2 separate regions of the Sus scrofa genome follow, and region 1 is linked to region 2. A link is a contact called in public HiChIP or PLAC-seq data. All regions are on one chromosome and are shown on one strand. Each heading gives the region's core, a stretch centred on a gene start, on an enhancer-like site or on the middle of the called end of the contact. The rest is flanking DNA. Distances are from core to core; before and after follow the strand shown.

The links. HiChIP or PLAC-seq counts read pairs in DNA pulled down with a chosen protein or histone mark.
Region 1: a contact with region 2 is called in an H3K27ac HiChIP or PLAC-seq map of skeletal muscle. The contact joins the promoter of LOC110256586 here to the promoter of CAPN3 in region 2. A contact is called at or near these places in 1 of 5 promoter capture datasets (liver), 5 of 47 Hi-C or Micro-C datasets (blood, psoas muscle and skeletal muscle) and 2 of 2 datasets of contacts at active chromatin or transcription factors (alveolar macrophages and skeletal muscle).

Annotation. Positions count from the first base shown.
Region 1 is chr1:129,088,951-129,095,168 of Sscrofa11.1, reverse strand. LOC110256586 reads left to right here and starts at 1,864. Exons shown (of 4, transcript XM_021071754.1): 1 at 1,864-1,868; 2 at 2,246-2,568; 3 at 4,999-5,064; 4 at 5,067-6,218. The coding sequence starts at 1,864. The coding sequence ends at 5,395. It overlaps GANC (neutral alpha-glucosidase C), which reads left to right. Exons shown (of 25, transcript XR_002345333.1): 3 at 1,048-1,225.
Region 2 is chr1:129,011,006-129,017,645 of Sscrofa11.1, reverse strand. It overlaps CAPN3 (calpain 3), which reads left to right and starts at 4,222. Exons shown (of 24, transcript NM_214171.2): 1 at 4,222-4,753. The coding sequence starts at 4,445.

The sequences.
Region 1 (6,218 bases), core at 615-3,114, 80 kb before region 2:
GATTCATTTCTGCTGAGCCACAATGGGAACGCCAATGCATATATTCTTATATCACTGCCATTCTTATGCCAAGTAACTTTCAGTAGACACTCTTGTATAGGTCTTTTTTTTCTGCTTCATAATTATTCTGAAGCCCTCTACATGAGTATATGGATTGTCCTCCTTTTAGAGCTCTATAGTATTCCATTGGGTGGATTTTAGAATTTATTTATAAATTCTAAAATTTATTCAGTCTCTCGTCAGTTGCTATATGCTTGTATCTTTTTAAGATGTTTCTTTTTTTCCATTATAGTTGATTTACTAGACCCTTCGATTGTTTTCAGTCTTTGCTATAATGTCACTGCCACAGTGAAAAGCTAGGCATATGTCATTTTGTACACATGCAGGTATATTTTTAGGGTGAATTTCCAGGAGTGGGACTACTAGGTCAAAGAGTAAATGTATTTGAAATTTTAACTATTACCCGATATCCTTCCATAGAGATTGTGTCATTTTGCACACCCATCACCACTATAGGATTGCCTGTTTCCCCAGAGCCTCAAAAAATATTTCTTTAAAATCTTTTTTTTTTTTTGACTGTCTGCCTTTATGTGATCCTGAAACCGAAATCCCCAAAAGTTATACAATTTTCTACTTTATTCACACTATATAAATGAAGAAAATCGTATCATTTTAATTATGAACATGTACCTTAGAGGGAATTTTATAGTGAACTTCTGGTCACCTTGTCAAACCACTAAATTATGTTGGATAGCCACTAGAATTTAGAGAACTTCTATTACAGTGTACATTTCGTGGGAAGAGGGACGGAAGTCAACAAGCTAATAAATGTCAGCTATGAAAACTGCCCCACCTTCTCAATAAAGGGGACAAAGTACCATCCTTGAGCAGTATTATGTTGAACAGTTTCATTAGTATTCTTCTTTTTTTATTAAGACTCTTATTAATTTTGTTAGCACTCTAAAGTACTCCTGTTAGTGCTTTATTGAAGTACTAATACTGTCTGCCGAACTCACTATCAAAGTCACTTTTAATGACTTCCATAAGAATATATAGTCCTTTGGAGGCTGACAATCACCAGTGGTTCTCAGACATCTGTATACTCCGTATCTGTAGACGTCAGAAACAGCAGCTCTCCAAGAAGTCTACCTATCGGGCATTACTAGACTCAGTCACAACAGGCAAAGATAGCACCAGGTTCCAAATCATCAATGAAGTAGCAAAGGTAAGATAAAACTATTTTGTACAGAGAATTATTTATGTCTGTGTTTATTTGGGTTGAATGAAGTAAATTTCCACAAAGCCTAATTAAACTATGTATGCTTCAGAAGTAAACTCTGTGAGAGAAGTAATGTCATCTTTTTCATAGCTACACTAATACTACTTTAAAAGTCATATGAGAAGTTTCTACTGTGGCTTAGCAGTAACGAACTCAACTATTATCCATGAGGATGCAGGTTCGATCCCTGGCCTCGCTCAGTGGATTAAGTATCCGGCCTTGCCATGAGCTGTGGTGTAGGTCACAGGCATACATGGATCCTGCATGGCTGTGGCATAAGCTGGCAGCTGCAGCTTCAATTCAATCCCTAGCCTTGGAATTTCCATATGCTGCACATGTGGCTCTAAAAAAATAGCCAAAAAAAAAAGTTATATGAGTATCATATTTCTTTTTAAAAAACTAGTGCTGCTGCTTATACCACCCATTTTTTTCTGGAGGAATTTTCCCCCTTGCTTGGCATCTGTGAGACCTTTGAGTTCACAGCAGATGATACCCCTGAAGTCTTAGGTCTTTAACTGCTGATCTGAATCTCCCAAACTATACATCCCTTTGTAGCTAAGATTGATAGCTGTTTTTGGGAAAACATGGGGTAGCACTAATTTCCTTCCTAGAGAGCCATTTGCATGAAACCCAGCCAAACCCATGTATCAGGGTCAGCAGAAGCATTTGGTTCCAAGAAATGCCAGGAGTCCACCAGAGACCTTCCAGGAGTCAGTAGGCCTAATACTAGCAGTAAGACCCTTTCTTTTCTCATTTTTCCTGTCATTTGCTCATTTTCCTTCTTGTCTCCAATGTGTCTAACCCTAGAGAGCTATAGCTGTCCCATGGTCAGGGCAAGAATCCCTTTCCACCCTTGAGTAGGCTCAGTCTGTTGAACACCTGAATAATCCACTGTCATAATGACACATGCCAAAGCAGAAGGACTCTGAATCCCAGAATGGGCCAAAATGCAACTTCTTAATGCAGCTCATACCAGTGGATCCCTTCACATGGTCTTTTCAAGACTATAGGTCAGTTTCTTTATACATACCTCCCTTTGGGTCCTGAAAATGTGAGGGACAGTGCTGTTCAGGTCAGGTGCCAAGACCAGAGCACACCAGCTCTGGGTGCCTTCAAAGGAGAAGAAGCCACAGTCCGGGAGGACCCACAGGAGCTCAGCACAAGACAGCATGGGGCTCAGGAGGGAGCTGAGGAGCTGGACAAGCAAGGGCAATTTATGCAGAAAATCAGCAACATGGCTCCCAAGACTGAGAACCTTGAGGACCACTTGGAACAGACTCCATGCTCAGGTGCTGGAAATAACAGGGCTGCACGGGGAATCTGCGCACTGATCTCAGGCAAATGCATGTAATGTGTATGTTTGGGAAGATTCTAAAATTCTGAGCTCAACTTCATTTTAACATCTTCCTTGCCCCTTGGAGTTGAGATGACTAATAAGGACTTAGGCTGTGTGCCCTCTATCAGTTTGATAGGGACACCAAAGATCCAAACAGTAATTTCTGAAGTTGTCTGAACCTCAGACACATAGTCCTGCTCAGCTCACATAGTCAAAGAGCTTCCATTAGAGGTTGCTTTGGGGGTGAAGTGGTGCTTCATGGGATTTTTCACATTAGGATGTGGTATGGACATGGTATGGGTATGGAGATTTTTAATTTTATTTTATTTTATTTTATTTATTTATTTATTTATTTATTTGTCAGGGCTGCATCCACAGCATACGGAGGTTCCCAAGCTAGGGGTCTAATCGGAGCTCCAGTTGCCGTCCTGCACCACAGCCACAGCCATGCCGTATCTGAGCCGCATCTGCAACCTACACCACGGCTCACGGCAGATCGTTAACCCACTGAGCAAGGCCTGGGATCAAATGCACATCTTCATGGGTACTAATCAGATTCATTTCTGCTGCGCCACAATGGGAAATCCTAGAGATTTTTTTTTTTAAAGCTGCATACATCCACTTACTCAAAATGATAGCTTTTTATTTCAGGTTCAGAGAGACAGAGCCTAAAGTCTAAGGGGATCATATTCAGCTCACAGCTGCAGTTCTCACATTTCACTTATGAGACAGATTCTGACAAACCCAACACACTTAGTGCCTACCTGCCCCCACACCCTGAATGCAATAACTTTGTCATCAAGGTCTGTTGTTAATTTTTAAAATCCTTCTTCCCAATTTCCTTCCCCCAACTTGCCCCTTAATAAGCAACGAGGAAACAGAACCAAGCTTCATGCACCATTGTCCTAGCTCACACTGCCATAACAAATACCATAGACTGGGTGTCTTAACTGTGACATTTGTTTCTCACAGTTCTGGAATCTGGGAAGTCTAAGATCAAGGTCCCACTTCCTGACTTGTAGACTGCCACCTCCTTACTATACAGCTGACCCTTGAACAACACAGGGGTTGGGGGTGCTGATATCTCCACCCAGCAGAAAATCCAAGTGTAACTTCACAGTCAGCCTCACTATACATGGTTCTGTATCTGCAGAGTCAACTAACCAAGGATCATATGGTAGTATAGTATGTATTTATTGAAAAATGCCATGTATAAGTGGACCCACGCAGTTCAACTTCCTGTTGCTCAGTGGTCTCAACTGTATATTCACCTAGTGGAGAGAGAACTAAATGGTCCCTTCCTGTAAGGGCAGTAATCCCAACATAAGTCCACCCTCATGACCTCATCACCTCCCAAATGTCACCACTTTGAGGGTTAGGGCTTCAGCATATGAATTGGAGGGCTGGACGAAGAGGAGGGTTGGGGGAGGGGGGAATGACGCAATTCTTTCCATAGTAAACATGATGTTCCTGGGACACGGTAATGTTACAAAACAAAGTGTTGCCCTGTTGTCTCCAGGTCAGGACATCTAGATTTTGAAGAAAAGCTGGCTGCAAGTTCAAATGCTTCAGTTTTCTCACGTGGAGTCCTATTTCTGATGACAAAATAATCAGGTAGATATGTGATTAAAAACTTTCCAGAGTAGGTGTTCCCTTGTGGCTCAGCTGGTTAAGAATCTGGTGTTGTCACTACCGTTGCTCTGCTTACAGCTGTGGTGCAGGTTCAGTCTCTGGCCTGAGAATTTGCATGCTGTGGACACAGCCACAGCATTTTAAGCAACATGGATGGACCTAGAAATTATCATGCTAAGTGAAGTCAGTCAGACAATGAGACGACAACATCAAACGTTTTCACTGACATGTGGAATGTGAAAAAAGGACAGAATGAACTTCTTTGCAGAACAGATGCTGCCTCATAGACATTGAAAAACTTATGGTCTCCAGAGGAGACAGTTTGGGGGGGTGGGGGGATGTGCTTGGGTTATAGGATGAAAATCCTGTGAAATTGGATTGTTATGATCATTATACAACTACAGATGTGATAAATTCATTTGAGTAATAAAAAAATTTTTTAAAAGCTTCCAAAATAAAATGATAAAGGAGTTGTCAGTAAATAAAATGTTAACTGCTTTTGTAGAACTTTTTTTTCCTACTATCACCGGTTTTTTACCTTCAAGTGAAAATTTTACCTGGATTGAGAAACAAGGAAGATCTAATCACATGACATCAGAGTAGGGAAATGTATGCTGTCTTCTGAGTGTAGTTAAAAAGCTCTGCTAGCCAGGCTATCTGGAACAGATCTATCCTTGACCTACTTTATATTGCTGATTTTTATGCTTTTTCATGATATGGATGACCATCTGGCAAAATGTTTCTCTTCCAGCCTGTTTGCAGGTTTTCACCAGAGACAGCACTTCCAGCAGCGTCTCCAAGGACGCAGGGATATCTCTGAACAAGTACCTCTTGCCTCTTCATCTAAGCCTCAAGAAAATGGGACTGTGCCCAACCAGCCACCTCCTCAGCAGATGAGGAACAACTACCATTTGTTAACTAGGACTGTTTCTGCAGAAACGGCCAGGCACAGGCAGCTAACCTGGGAACTGGACAGGCTAATTGTCCTTGGGGAACAGGCTAATGCCCAGCATGAACTTGCCAGCATTCTCCATAGAGAATCAGTGCTTGCAATAAACCAACTAGCTGCCACAGTGGAAGGGGCACTTAGTGCCCTACAGCAATTTAGTAAACTCTTAAACCAGTCTCTGAATCCTGGGAAATATTGACCAATAGCTGAGAGAGGTCATTGTTCACTCTTCTAGGCCTTCAAGGTCAACTGTTCCTTATAGTATAATAGAGAGGCCTGGGCCAGAGGAAAAGCAAGATCTATCCATCAAGGAGAAGTTAATGGGGTCATAGTTTCCCTGCTTAATACCTACCACCATTTAAATGTATTCTGGGCTATTCTGTTAACTCAGTCACAGTCTCTACTAGTTTTGGGTGAAATTTCTTTAAGTTTTGTTTTGATATAGTTGTGATCAATCCACTGCTTGAGCATACAGACAACGCTGTTTTATCACCATGATTTTTATAACCTATCTGATATTTTTGCCCTTGTGGCCAAAAAAATTAGACTTATGGATGGCCAGCTACCAGGTTTTATTTTTAATGAGTAGGGAAGAAATAAGATAGGAACAGGTAATTTATATGCTTCCAGCTAAACCCATGCTGTCTCACATTATTTTAAATATTTAGTTATATATTTCTTCACTTATTTTGCATAAATCAATCTTGCTGCAAGTTGTACTTCTGTTATCTAAGTATTAACACTAAATAATTCTGAGTTTAAGGGTCTAACCTCTATAACTTAATGTATTTTTTTGCATTATTCTTTTTAATCTTCACTAATAGGAAGAGATTCAATAATTTATTTGTATATTATTTTAAATGTCCAGACTGGTCCCTGGAGAACAGGAATATCTAGGAACTCTTAATATTTTAGATAGGAGGATATAACATTCATGTCCAGACTTTTTGACAGCAAGGTATTGATGGAAGAATTAGGCAATAATTGGCAGTTAGGAAACCCAGGGAAGTGGTTTATAAACT
Region 2 (6,640 bases), core at 2,973-5,472:
TTCACTGGATAGCAGGAGACCTGGGGTTTATTTGGTTCTGTACCGAACTGACCATGTTACTTAATCTCTCTAGGCTTTAGTTTCCTCTTTTGTTCAAGAAACAAGATAATCTCTAAAATTCCGTGAGTTTCCTATGACTAAACTGTAAAAATACAGGGAGTTCCCATAGTAGCTCAGCAGTAAGGAACCCAACTAGTAATCATGAGGTTGCAGGTTTGATCCCTAGCCTTGCTCAGTGGGTTAAGGATCTGGCGTTGCTGTGAGCTGTGGTGTAGGTTGCAGATGTGGCTTGGATACTGCGTTGCTGTGGCTTTGGTGTAGGCCGGCAGCTGCAGCTCTGATTTGACCCCTAGCCTGGGAGTTTCCACATGCCATAGGTGTGGCCCTAAAAAGGCAAAAAAAAAAAAAAAAAAAAAAAAAAAAAATATTCCAAGTGTATAGGAAGGAAAAACAGTAACTTTCCAGAAAATCTGGTGGACACGCCACCTTAGCCAAGTAGTCAGGGTTGATATTACCTGTAATAAAACATCAATATCCCAAACCCTCAGATCTGATTTGATGAGAAGGGGGCATCACCTCTGTGATATTCTTCCCCCAAATCCTTAATTTCAGTCTGATCAGATGAAAAACATCAGACAAACTCAAGTTAGGGACATCCTACAACAGACCTGACAAGCACTTTTCAAAAGTGCCAAATTCAGTAGAGACAAAGACTGTGGAACCATCTTTGGAGGACACGAAGGAGACATGATAATTAAACGCAGATCAGATTCTGTAACAGAAGAAAAAAAACATTAGTGGAAACACTGAAGAAATCAAATATATCTTACAGGGGAGTTCCCGTTGTAGGTCAGCAGTTAATGAACCCGACTAGCATCCATGAAGACATGGGTTTCACCCCTGGCCTGGCTCAGTGGGTTAAGGATCCTGCATTACTGTGGCTGTGGTGTACGCCAGCAGCTACAGCTCTGATTGGACCGCAAGCTTGGGGACTTCCATATGCCACGGGTGCAGCCCTAAAGGACTATATATATATATGTAATCTTGCAGTTCAGTTAATAGTATCTTATCAACATTAATTTCTGAGTTTTGATCATTGTACTATTAAGGGAGGCTGTTGAAGGGTATACAGAAACTCTATGCTATCTTTGCAAAGCTTTCATACATTTAAAATTACTTTAGGCTTGGCAGATTAAGATCTGGCATCGTCACTGCTGTGTCTCGGATTCGATCCCTGACCTAGGAACTTCTGCATGCTGCAGGTGTGACCAAAAAAAATTTAAAAGTTTTTAAAACGGTGTAAAATGGCTAGCTCACTTAATGATATATAATTAAGTATTCTAATTATAAGGAAATGCATTGATTCCAAGAGTGTTGAATTAAAGAAATGTTGGTGGAAGACAGTGAAATGTAGTCATTAATTATGTTGTTGCTGCAGCAGAAACCATTCCACCTACAGATATTGCATGATGTTGGCTGAAACATGTTATAAAAACTAGTTCTTCTCCCTTAAAGAGGCTGCCAGGAATTGAATGTGCAGCTGTCTACATGCTTATTACTTGCCGTTCATGGGCTCAGATTGGATTTCTCACTGATGGTATGTTTCTACAGCTGTGCAGGTCCTTCTTGCCTTTGGACCTGCTAATCTAAGAAGGGCTTTTAGGCCACACAATTGGTAAAGCAAAATGAATCATAGCCCCTTGCAGTCTGCTTGTTCAATATTCCCATCCGGCTATGACAAGAGGCTGATGTCTACCACACACCAGCTTAGTTACCACAGATGAAGCTGGCTTAGCTGAGGAAAGATCAGCAAGTGTGTGGCCAGCAGACAGCTCCACCCCCAGGGGCAAATCAACCAAGATACTTTGATTGCCTTGGCAAAGCAATAAGAAGTGGAAGAAATTTTTCTTATGTAGGGAAATTTCATTTGACAAATATACAACATTTTTTTTGGCCACACCCATGGCATAGGGCCAGGGATCGAACCCACACCACAGATCAAACTCACACCATGGCAGTGACAATGCCAGGTCCTGAGCCCACTGTGCCACCAGGGAACTCCACAACACATTTATTAAAAGACTTCTGTATGCTTAACCTGAGGGCGGAGCAGGGACCCAGTTCCCACCGTCATGGAGCTTACAGTCTGTGGGCAAACAGGAGGCTCAATAAACAGAAACAGAAAAACATGGGTCAGTGCTGTGAATTTCAAGATGGTATAGAGCACGGGATGGGGACTGGAACATGTAATGGTGCACATGACAGTGGGGACAGGAAAGTCCTCCCTTTGCTTTCCATTCTATTAGTGCACTTGAGGGTTGAAGTTAGGCTTTACAGAGGCTCTTTCAGTGCAGGCAGATAGGCACACCTCTGACCAGACTCTGTGACCATGTGGTCCCTGGCAGATGCACCCATCCTGGAGCTATGCGCATGGAAGATGGCTGTCCAGTAAACACTCATAGAGTGAATGCAGATTTGCACACTGAGTGACTCTCACTCACCTTGATTTAACCCAAGAGTAATATTAACTTCGGTTCATCTCTAACAACATTTATTATATGCTTAAGTCAATCCTGGCACTATTTTAAATGTTGTATGCAATGTGTTTAATTTTTACAACTCTGTAACACAGTGACTCTCATTATACCCATTTTATAGGCAAGAAAACTGAGACCTAGGAAGAAAGTAAGAAGTGACTCACCTAGAGCTACACAGGCATAGCCAGTGAGCAGCAGCCTGACTTTGATATTTCTTTTTTCTTTCTTTCTTTTTTTTTTTTTTTTTTGTCTTTATAGGGCACACCTGAGGCATATGGAGGTTCCCAAGCTAGGGGTCGAACCAGAGATGTAGCCTACACCACAAACACAGGAACGCCAGATCTGAGCTGCATCTTCGACCTACACCACAACTCATAGCAACACCAGATCCTTAACCCACTGAGCAAGGCCAAGGATCAAACCTGTGTCCTCGTGGATACTTGTCAGATTCATTTCCACTGAGTCATGACAGGAAATCCCAGGAGCCTGACTTTGAGCCCAGACAGACAGCTTCAATGCTGCCCTCCTCTCTCCTGCCTCCCCAAGAGTAGTAGCAGAGATCCTTGGGCATTCCCTTAGAGGGAGGGAGAACAGGCTGATGGTTCCCACAAGCCACAACTCCAGACACAGGGGTCCTCAAAGCTGCTTCCCCAGGGATCGTGGGCCTGGGTAGTACTCCCTATTTCTGCTGTCACTTTCCACCTTCTCTTGTAGCCTCTAGCCTTGGGCTGAAGGGAGGGTTACATGGCAATAGGCAGGCCCGCAGTGGGGGACTAGCCTCCACTCAGCCACACCTGGAATATGGCCGTCTCCTTACAGCCTGGGTAGAGCTACCAAGAGTAGAAGACAAGGTGGAGGCCAGGCAGGCAGTTCCCTTCCTCAGAGCTGCATGTGATCTCCTCCAACAGACCTGAAGCCAACTCTTCGGGTATGACATGCTGGAACTCGACAGCCGACCTGGTTCAGTATCCATTTCCAACTTCTGACTCAGATGCCTAATGTGGCACGGTGGAATAATCTGTACTCAGGTGCACTTTTTTGTAGGTGATTTGGTCCCAGTGTTTGTGCTGGGGGTGGGGAGAGACAAGAGATGGCTAGGTTGGGTGGGCAAGAAGACACAGGGATTTTTCTCAACTGAGGACTCTGCTGAGTGGCATTTTCCACCCAGACAGTTTCACTGAACGCTGACCCTAGAACATTCTAGAAGAGATGCCAAATCCAGTTGAATAATGTTCTGATATCCTAGAATTTTAAAAAGTAAGAACACGTGTTCTCAAAACTGCCCAGAACATTCTCCTAGAATTCAGTATTTCCCACTCACCCTTGCTGGCTGTTTTCAATACTGTTCCCCACCAGTTTGGTGGCCAATAGTTTGACAGGCTGGATAAGCACCAATTCAATAATGTATCCATCATTCTTTGCTAATTCTCAGTGTCAGCCTTAAATGTTCCCCTTTCATTTCCTGAAGACAACAGCGCTTAAGGGCAACACAGCTGCACTGCTAGCCTCTCTCTTGCATTCGGACTCATGATATTTCTTCATGGCTATTTTTGGTTTTCCTGGCTCAAGCTGCTTCAGGCCACTGAAACACAACCCTCACTCCCTTTCTCTCCTCTGGCATGTACGCTGCTGGTAGGAGCCCCCCAGGGAAAAACTAAAAACTGCAGCCGAAATCCTTTAGGGCTCCTTCCTCAGGAAAACTGATGACTTCTAGATCACAGCTCAAGTTTTAAGACGGACGCAAGCTGGACAGTCTTCTGATGGGCTTTAAACTTTGAACTGGATGTGGGCATTTTTTTCTCTGATGACAGAATCACTGCAACTTCCCCTTTGCAGTTGCTTCCTTTCCTTAAAGGTAGCCGTATCTTGTTTTCTTTAAAAACCTTTCCCTTCCAAATTTGCCTGTCATGCCGACTGTCATTAGCGCGTCTATGGCCCCACGGACAGGGGCCGAGCCCAGGTCCCCAGGACCGATGCCCCAGGCGGCCCAGGGCAAGGGCACGGAGGCCGGGGTTGGAAACCCAGGTGGTAAATACTCAGCCATCATCAGCCGCAATTTTCCCATTATTGGCGTGAAAGAGAAGACATTTGAGCAGCTTCACAAGAAATGCCTAGAAAAGAAGGTTCTTTATCTGGATCCTGAGTTCCCACCGGACGAGACCTCGCTCTTTTATAGCCAGAAGTTCCCCATCCAGTTCGTCTGGAAGAGACCTCCGGTGAGTAGCTAACTGGTTGCTGCTTGGGTTTCCCCTCTGAGAAATCTGCCCCCTCAGCGCCTTCTGAAAGCTCTGCAGGGCCCTGTCCTCAGGTGAGGAGCAATTCTCTGTTCTTTCTCGCTTTCTGAAAAACAAAACAAAAAAAAAAAAAAACCTTGCATTAATTGGAACTCAGGTTAATTCCCCCTATAAAATAAATAGTCCTTTCCCACAACAAATTCCAAACTGCAATTTCCAAACAAATCCCCAGACTCCCACCTGGAGGGTAATCCAGACCTATCCCCTCCATTTAAGTAACTTTTTATAAGAGTCCTTCAGTTTCTCATTGAAGGGCTAAAATCGTGATGTTCTTTTTAGTTTGCTAGCAGCCATGCCTCTGAAATACAGAGCCCAGGGAAGAGGAGAGTGGCAGCAAAGACGGCTTTTTTCAGGCAGGAAACTATTAGGATTAGAAGAAACCCTAGCAATCGTTTGCATCCATCACCTCCCATATGAGGAGATAAAGACCCACCAGAGGGAAATACATCCAGGGCGCCCTCGACAGCCCTGATGGAGAAACACTTTCTCTTTCAGGGACTCTTCCAGAACCTCTGGGTTTCATTTACAGTCAGGTACCAGGGGGAAGTCACATTCCCCTGGCTCCCTTCTCTGATCACACCTCCAGTATGATTCTTTTTTTTTTTTTTCTTCTTCTTTTTTTTTTGGGCCGCACCTGCAGCATATGAAAGTTCCCAGGCTAGAGGTCGAATTGGAGCCATAGCCACCGGCCTACATCACAGCTCACGGCAACACTGGATCCTTAACCCACTGAGCAAAGCCAGGGATCGAACCCATGTCCTCATGGATACTAGTCAGGTTTGTTACCACTGAGCCATGATGGGAACTCCTCCGGTATCATTCTTGTTCATAATTGAAGAAAAATGTATTGAACCTGGGTTAGAGCCAGAAACCAAGCAAGCAACTGAGGACACAGCGTAAATGAAAAAAAAGAGCAATTCCTGCTCTCCTGGAGCCTAAAGTCCTGAGGGGAAGACAGGCTTTGAACCAGGGCGATGACTATCAGAGCAGGTTCAGGGTGCTCTGGGATCTGAAGGCAAGGGAGAGAAACCCTCCTGAGGAAACCATTCCAGCTCAGCCTCAGTGCTCCTCATTAGCTTAACCAGGTTACACTGAGGCCCAGGGCTGTTCAGAAGCCACGTGTTTCTCTTTGACAGGAGATGAAACATCCAACAACCCTGGGCTCGCCCTGCCTATTCCACGAGGGCCCTTTTCCTCTCCAGCCCATGACTGTCCTGAGGACTCTCAGTTTAGAAGAGAACTAGAAAGAACTTCATTCTCCAACCCCATCACTGCCCCCGCTGCTAGAACCCACAATGGGACATGTCACATCCCTGCGGAAATAATTTCAGCGACACCGTTCTCCCCTCCCCCCACACCTTCATATTCCTTCAAACTTCCTCCGCGGCCTCTGGGCCCTTCCCCAGCCAGCCCGGCCTCCTTGCCTGTCTCCCCCTCGCCCCCGCCCCTGCATCCTGGCACTTGCAGCTGCCTCACGGCCTTGGCTTGTGCTGTCTCTCTGTCTGTCTGTGGTGCTCTTCATGTCTTCATCTGCTCCTCCTCTCCCTCGCCGCAAATCCCTGCTCAGGCGTCACTTCTTTCCCAGCTCTCTCCTGTCTGTCCCCATGGGCTGAGAGCAAGGAGCACTCCTGTTCCTCCTTGGACCCCCTCACCCAGCAAAGGGCCAGGCCCTGTAGGTACTCAGCGGCTGGTGGTGAATGAAAATCCACACTGGAGGGCGCTGACCGCTCAGAGAGGAGGTCGGCCCTGCGTTCCCGGGTTGGCAATTCCGGAAAGCCTTTTCCAACAGTAACGCAGAGAAAAAACTTA